Linked DNA regions of Capra hircus: region 2 is linked to region 1. A link is a contact called in public Hi-C data. All regions are on one chromosome and are shown on one strand. Each heading gives the region's core, a stretch centred on a gene start, on an enhancer-like site or on the middle of the called end of the contact. The rest is flanking DNA. Distances are from core to core; before and after follow the strand shown.

Region 1 (3,606 bases), core at 822-3,321:
AGGAGAGTAGCCAGAACCCTCCATCCCCTGGTTCAATATTCACGACTGTGTCTCTCAATAAATACATGCAATGATGGTGCTTAACAGGCTCACTGAAAAAATAATGATGTTGAAAGATGTGTATACATTATACATAATTTCATTATAAATCTTATTCACAGAAAGGATGTGTATCACATCATGTACAAATAACAATAAAGTATGTAACACTCTTTATTATAGACTCTATACAAGCTCTATATAAACTGATTCTTACAGAATGTTATCATTTATTTTTGCCAACTCATATCTGTAGACGATCTGTGATTTCAATTCAACCATGATTTGAAAACTCAATTGTATTTACTTTCTGATAGCTCTATTCCTATTAAATTTATTATCATTACATCTGAAAGATGATCTATTGTTAAACACTTTTCTCACTCTCACACACACTATATTCATTAAGCTGAAACCTCTTTCAGCTTCATCAGTATGAATGTCAGAATTTCACCCATTGTTCAGTAGCGTGAGTGGCTTATTTGCTTAACTGGATAACAGTATTTAAATACTAAAGAATATTTCTTCAATTCTTTTGTGCCATTCACAAGGTAGTGACTACCTGCACAACACATGTTAACTGTACTAAGTATTATTAATATTTTCTCCATCACTATCTCAAGCCTAGTCAGTTACCAAAACAATAAATCAAGCTTTTATTTGTAGTGTTTGCCAATTTCTGTAGTATAAATGCTCCAGCCATGGGAAATATCAAGCTACTGATATGATGTCATTGTATGTAAATCTGGGAAAAGATATGGAGTAGAACATTTGATTTTTAATAGTGGCCACACTTAACAGCCAACTTACAAAATTCCTGAAAATTCAGCGTAGACTCTTGAAGGCTAGCGTGAGTCAGCCCAAATACCAACTTTATAGTCTTATCTTTATGCTTTTTTTTTTTTTACCTCTCACCTCTTTCACAGGAATAAAGTCATATTCCAAATATGTGTGTTCCATATTTGTGAAGTTACATGAATTTGCAAAGTCCTAGTTAGGAGGAGCTTAATAAATTGTTGAATAAATTGAATTGAATGGATGCACACTTAATGAAGCTAGTTGAAAAGATGAAATGCAAACACATGGAAAGTTTAATGACATTTGGCTGGCATTTGCTTTGTGCCAAGAGAGCTTTCCTAGGAAAATAAAACTTCAGAGGGGAGCAGGACCTTTCCATATAGTGGAGTCTGGTCAGGTCAGGTCAGGGACTTGACTTGAGCTTAGAAGATGGTTAGGACTTGGTTAGGTGGAGATGAAAAAAAGGAAATTTCAGCTGGAAATTCCATGGGGTCCATGGAGCCGTGAAGAGCCAGACACAACTGGGCAACTGACACTTTCACTTATATTTCGTGTGTTTTAAAGGGGGGCAATAATCGGATACTTCCATGGTTACCAAGAGGATGACACAGCCACCTTAGAGTGCTTGACATAGGTATGGCAGGCGTTCCGTTTCTGCTAATTTCCTTCCTCCAAGTCAAGACACTTCTGAATGGTGCTATCTAATGAAGTAAAAAACCAGAATAAGATCTTTTTCAGTCTCACTAGTTCTATCAAACAGTGTCCTCCACATTCTTTCAACCTAGAGAGGGCCAAGCCCAGGGAACGCTAATAAGCCTCCTGAACACAAGCCCCGCTGGGCGAGCCTTTGGTGCTGTCCCGTGCATCTGCCAGGTTGGATCCTGCTCCCAAGTTTGCCAAAAATCTGATCCCTCATTTCAGACTGCCTGCTCAAGACATGTGGGCCAGCCTGAAAGCAGAAAGACAACATTTCGGACAGCCATTCCCCAAACCATAACCCCAACAGATGTCTGTGTGGGGGACCCAGACCTCTTACGGGAAAGGAAGAGCAGCTTGTTTAAAGGCATCACAGTTCCTCTGCCCGAAAATGAGGCAGGAACTGGAGATGTGTCTCTGAGACAGAAAGCAGAGTCAGAAGGCAGCAAAGAGTCGGCATGCGTTTAAAAGAGGCAAAGGAATGAAATCTGCTCCTGGCCATCACAGGAGGCTGACGCAATCCAGGCTCACTCTGGGGACGGCCCTGGTGCCAGCGACGGAGGCCACGTGGCTTCTAATGTGGCCAGGCCCTGCTGCAGCCCAGAAGACCAAGGGAGCCGCCAGATTTCCACCCAAGGACAGAACCAGCTTTAGCAGCTGGTGGGTGAATTAGCTTCAGGCCCATCAGGTGGAGGGACATTTGAATCTTTCCCTTATCGATAGAAAAAGAAGAGAGCATCTTAGGGAACAGAGCTACCATCAACTCTACTTTTTTTTTCCTTTTAGTTTCTTATTGCAGACTCCTTTGGGGTACAAGGAGAAAGGGACAGTAGAACAGACAAGCCTTGGAGCCTGAAGAATATGGATTCGTGACACATCAGAGTGTGGAAAGCTGGTCAGGAGTCTGCATGTTTTTCAAGCAGAATTCCACTTTTGTCAATGGAGAGCTTACAAGGTGTTATCAGCTCTTGAGAGCAGAGCACAGCTTTACATCACCAGCTCTTTTAAAAATGCTGGACCCCTAATATTTGCACAGAAAATATTATTGACCTGCTTCTGCTTCTAAGATTTTACCTCGATGTAGAGCAGACTGTCTTCATAATCTCCTGTCCCCGCAAGGTGCCCTAGCAGAGACTGCAGCCTTATCCTGAAAGCATGGCAGAAGAGGTTCCTGAATTGAGCAGAAACCTGCACCAAGTACAGTGAAATTCAGGGAAAGCCAAAGCCCGGCCTTTTGAGCACTGTCCTGCCACCTGGTGGCTGGATCACTAAATTGCAAGGGCAGTTTTCTGTGCTCAGCGAGCCTGTTCAGTGAATTTGCAAAACCATCCTGAGGTGAAGCCATTTAGACAAATGTCAGAGAGATGCGAGCATTTCAGAAAGATGAGTAGGGGGGAAAAAAATAAGCATATGTTGTGAGAAAAATAACTTCCCTGATGAGAAAGGCCAAATCAGTTGTGAGTGGGCAGGTAGGGAACAGAGGAAGCAAGTGTAGCACCCGGGATGTGGGCAAGAGACCACACGGGCTGGCGAGCGGCTTATTCCAGGAAGAGCTACCTCGCCAACAGGCTGAGGTCAGCAGTTCCTACGCAGCCCTGAGAGAGGGGGTCTGGTGCTGTTCTGGTCTCCTCTTTCTCTGGGATTTTAAGCCCATATTTTAAAGCCTTTCCAAGATGGCAGAAAAGCCCTTTGCTTTCTTAATCATCAGCAAGCCCCATCTCCATTTTCGTTTTCTTCCTCCCGCTTGTGTTTACTTTATTCCTGCTTCTTTCTTTATTCAGCAGGCATTAACCACCTTCTCCGTGTTGGCGATTTTTCAGTGGGTGTGTGGTATACACAGATAGCATGGGGAACACAGAAAATGGAGAAGGGGAGAAAAATAAGCGGACAGAGCCCAGAGAGACACATGTAACAACAGGACCAGCCCTGGGGCTTGGGAGGGAACAGAGGTAGGACCCCACCCTGGAGGAGGGGGTCTCTGAGAGGATCGTGGGCACAGAAACTGTCCAGGTGATACCCAAGGATGCATAAGAGTCCCCAGGATGGGTGTCAGTGGGGACACATCAAACAGAA
Region 2 (3,606 bases), core at 667-3,166, 210 kb before region 1:
AGACAGGAAGTCTGGACTGAGGCCAGCCTGCGGTTTTATAGGAGCATTGAACAGCTCAGGGCACTGAGGTGGACAGGAAAGCCACTGCATTTCTGTTTTCTCCACTGGCCCAGAGGTGCCATCCTGCTTGGCCACAGGGTTCTGAGTCACGTACTCTTAGGGCTCAGAGGACCTGGACTGGAGAATGCCCAATACGATTGCATTTATCGGTCACCTGCCTGTCTACATGTCTGGCCTGGAAACTCCCTAGGACAAAGTGGTGTACGGTCACCAAGTCCTCCTAGCAGAGGTCACTGGGTCTGAAAATGCCCAGTAGTGAGTATTTAGCTATTAAGTGATAAGAGCCGGAGCAGAGGTTTGTGGGGAGATAGAAGAATGACCTAATTCTATGTGAGGCACCTGGGGTGGGGATCAGAAATTCGGACCGAGAGAGGACACTGAACTTGCTTGCAGGATGCCCAGAGATCAAGGGGATGAGAGGGAGGTGCACTGGCGAAAACGCAGAGGGGTGGAGAGGCTGGGCCCAGGGTGGGTGCCCCTAGGGGCTCTGGGCAGGCAGGTGTTGAGGGTTCTCCTGATGTCTGGGACTTCATCTTTCTGCAGGAGGTGGGCAGAAAGGAGTAAGACACCCAGGCACCACGTTTCCACTGCGGTCAGCTCAGTCTGGCCTCCTGGCGCCAGGGATCCCGAAGGCTGCAGACCCCCGGCAGGAGGGATAGAAGCAGTTCCTGGCCCAGAGCTCGCTGCCCTCTCTCCGGAACTGTTTTTTCTCCGCCGCTCTCTGAAAGCCTTATTGATTGCTCAAAGTGAACTGCCTCAGCCCACGGTTTCCTCAACCCCCAGAGCAGCTTGCATTTCCTCTGACGTGGCCTCTGTCCTCTCCCCTCCCCCAGGAGGCCTGGGGTTTTTACATTTCAAATCCTTGACAGCTGGGTGAACTTCTGCTTCCGCCAGAAGAAGGACCCTTTGCTGTTCACAATGGCCGGCCAGTGGCACCGGGGCTATTTTATCTCCAGCTGTGAGAGAGGCTTTTTCAAACGGCCGGGAGAAGCTGCTGTCCAGCTGCGGCACCTCGCCCTCTCGCGGGGCTCTGCATGTTAATCAGCGGCCTCTCACTGCGGCGTTTGTGGGGCGGTGGCAGGTGCGCGCCTTCCCCCAGCCGCCCGAGCATCCCCGGAGGCCTTCCGCTCAGGCAGGTGAGCCCAGGCGTGACGTCATCGCAGGTGTGAGCTCCACGCGCCTGAGCGCGGCCAGGTCCATCTTGGTGCCCTCAGGTGTCCCAACCCACGTCTCTGCTCTGAGTCAGCTCTAAGGTGTAGGGCTTCTCACATGGTGCATAAAGCCAGAATCCTGGACACACTGGAGAAATACACACGAGACACTCGGAAGGTGACAAACAAACCTGGACAAACCCAAGTGCATGCCCTGATTCTGTCCGCTGGCTGGATGACTTCCGGGAGCACCCAGCTTCTCCCCACTTCTCCCCACTCAGCTTCACACCCACTATGCATTCCCTGCCCAGCGCCTTTGCTCAGCCCAGTCCCTGGTTTGGAAAACTTTCTGCATCCATACAACTGTCCCCGTCTGTTGAATCTCATTCATCTTTAGAATCCTGGCTTAACTGGCTGTGCTTTCCAAACTTTTCCCAAACTTTCTGGGTAGCCATGGTGCTTCTCCAGGGTATTTTGCTTCTCTTTAATATAAATAGCAAGGATTCATAATCATTGAGTTTTTACTAAGTATCAAGTGCCAGTGTCTTTCAGGTCCATCCATCTCCTAGTCCTCTCAACATAGGGCTTGGTTTGAATCATTATTTTACACACAGAACCAAGGCACAGAGACCTGCCTATGTTGGCTGGGCACTGGCAAGGCCTCCGTAGGTATGGGGCGGTGGCAGGTGCGCGCCTTCCCCCAGCCGCCCGAGCATCCCCCGAGGCCTTCCGCTCAGGCAGGTGAGCCCAGGCGTGACGTCATCGCAGGTGTGCGCTCCATGCGCCTGAGCGTGGCCAGGTCCATCGTGGTGCCCTCAGGTGTCCCAACCCACGACTCTGCTCTGAGTCAGCCCTAAGGTATAGGGACGACCCCACTGCATTATCGAGTGCGACTGCCCCTCATGCAGCTGAAGATACCTCCCTCCTAGTCCTGGATCTCCCTGAGGACTGGGTCCTGGTGACATTCATCTTTGTGTGCTCTGCAGTGCCTACCCTTGTAGACATGGAAGAATACATGGGCCCGAGAGAGAGTGGCACCCATACCACACCCGGAACTATAGTCCAAGCTTCTGTGTCAAGTATCTGTGGATGCCACCCAACCATCCAGCAAGAAGCGTTTTGGCATCTCCACCCTGAATATTCATTAAAAGGAGTGATGCTGAAGCTGAAGCTCCAATACTTTGGCCACATGATGTGAAAGGCCAACTCACTGGAAAAGGCAGGAGAAAGGGGCAACAGAGGATCAGATGGTTGGATAGCATCACTGACTCAATGGACAGGAATTTGAGCAAACTCCAGGATATAGTGAAGGACAAGGAAGCCTGGCATGTTGCAGACCATGGGGTCACAAAGAGATGAACACAGCTGAGCAACTGAGTAACGGCAACAAATATGTGGGTTGGACTGGACAGTAGGAAGGAAATGTGTTAAAGCCTCTTTTCCTTGCACTTGTAACAAATACAGTTGCTCTTAAGTACAAATAAAGTATGTTCTACACAGAAACAATTATAATCTATAAGCTATTAGTACTAGTGAAAGACTTCATATATTGATTGAATAAATATATATTCAGTGTGAGAGTGGTTATAGTGGGTATCCCAGGTACAGCAATGAGTAACACAGAAAGTGCTGCCCTTGTGGGATCAGTCTTTAATTTAAAATATATTTATAATTTATCTGATGATGATAAATGATCTAGAGAACTATGAAGCCTAACAAATTGAATTATATATTTTAAAAAATGTATGTGGTGGATAGAGAAAGCCTCCCATCTGCGTAGAGCCTTGAAGGAAATATGGGAACCAGTGGACACGTGGGGAAGATCCTTCTAGTTTGGGAGGACATGAGTGTGAGTGGCCTGAGGGGTTTAGTATCGGTGTACCTGGTGTGCTGATCACAGCAAAGAAAAAAGTGAAGCCACAGGAACCAATGCAAGTACAACACCTGATGAGATGGAGGCAATAACGTGGGGCCAGATCGCGTAATACCTTGGAGCTCCTTGAAAGGTTTGGCTTTTACTCTGAGTGAGATGGAGGCAACCAGAGGGTTTGGAATATCCTACAATTCATCTTATAGAATTACCTTGTCTTCTTTCCTAAAAATACAGGGTGGTCAGTGCAGAAGCAAGGAATCAGTTAGGAGGTTAGGACAATCATCTGGGAGAGAAATGTCTGTGGCTTGGACCAGGGGTGATGTGAGAGGTGTGAGATATGATTGGTTTCTGACTTTATTCTGAAGGAAGAGCTGAGTGGATTTTCAACAGTTTTGATGTGATATGTGTGGTTTTAGTTTATAAACTGGAAGAATGGAATTTCCATTTACTAAGATCCCAAATACTGTAGAAAGGAGTAGGTTTGGAGGAGGTGAGTGCTCAGGAACTTGATTTTGCACATAT

What was found. Hi-C and Micro-C count contacts between places; a contact is called where the count stands out from the background.
Region 2: a contact with region 1 is called in a Hi-C map of liver, with 4 times the contacts expected there. The contact joins two enhancer-like sites. A contact is called at or near these places in 2 of 5 Hi-C or Micro-C datasets (blood and liver).

The regions. Positions count from the first base shown.
Region 1 is chr11:89,040,941-89,044,546 of ARS1.2, reverse strand. It overlaps the pseudogene LOC102189410. Among named protein-coding and RNA genes, the nearest start is that of TRNAC-GCA, 540 kb to the right of the region's middle. Within about 2 kb of position 2,071, at least 1 of the 5 cell types and tissues checked has an H3K27ac peak or open chromatin away from gene starts, as enhancers often do.
Region 2 is chr11:89,251,366-89,254,971 of ARS1.2, reverse strand. No RefSeq gene overlaps it. Among named protein-coding and RNA genes, the nearest start is that of RNF144A, 380 kb to the left of the region's middle. Within about 2 kb of position 1,916, at least 2 of the 5 cell types and tissues checked have an H3K27ac peak or open chromatin away from gene starts, as enhancers often do.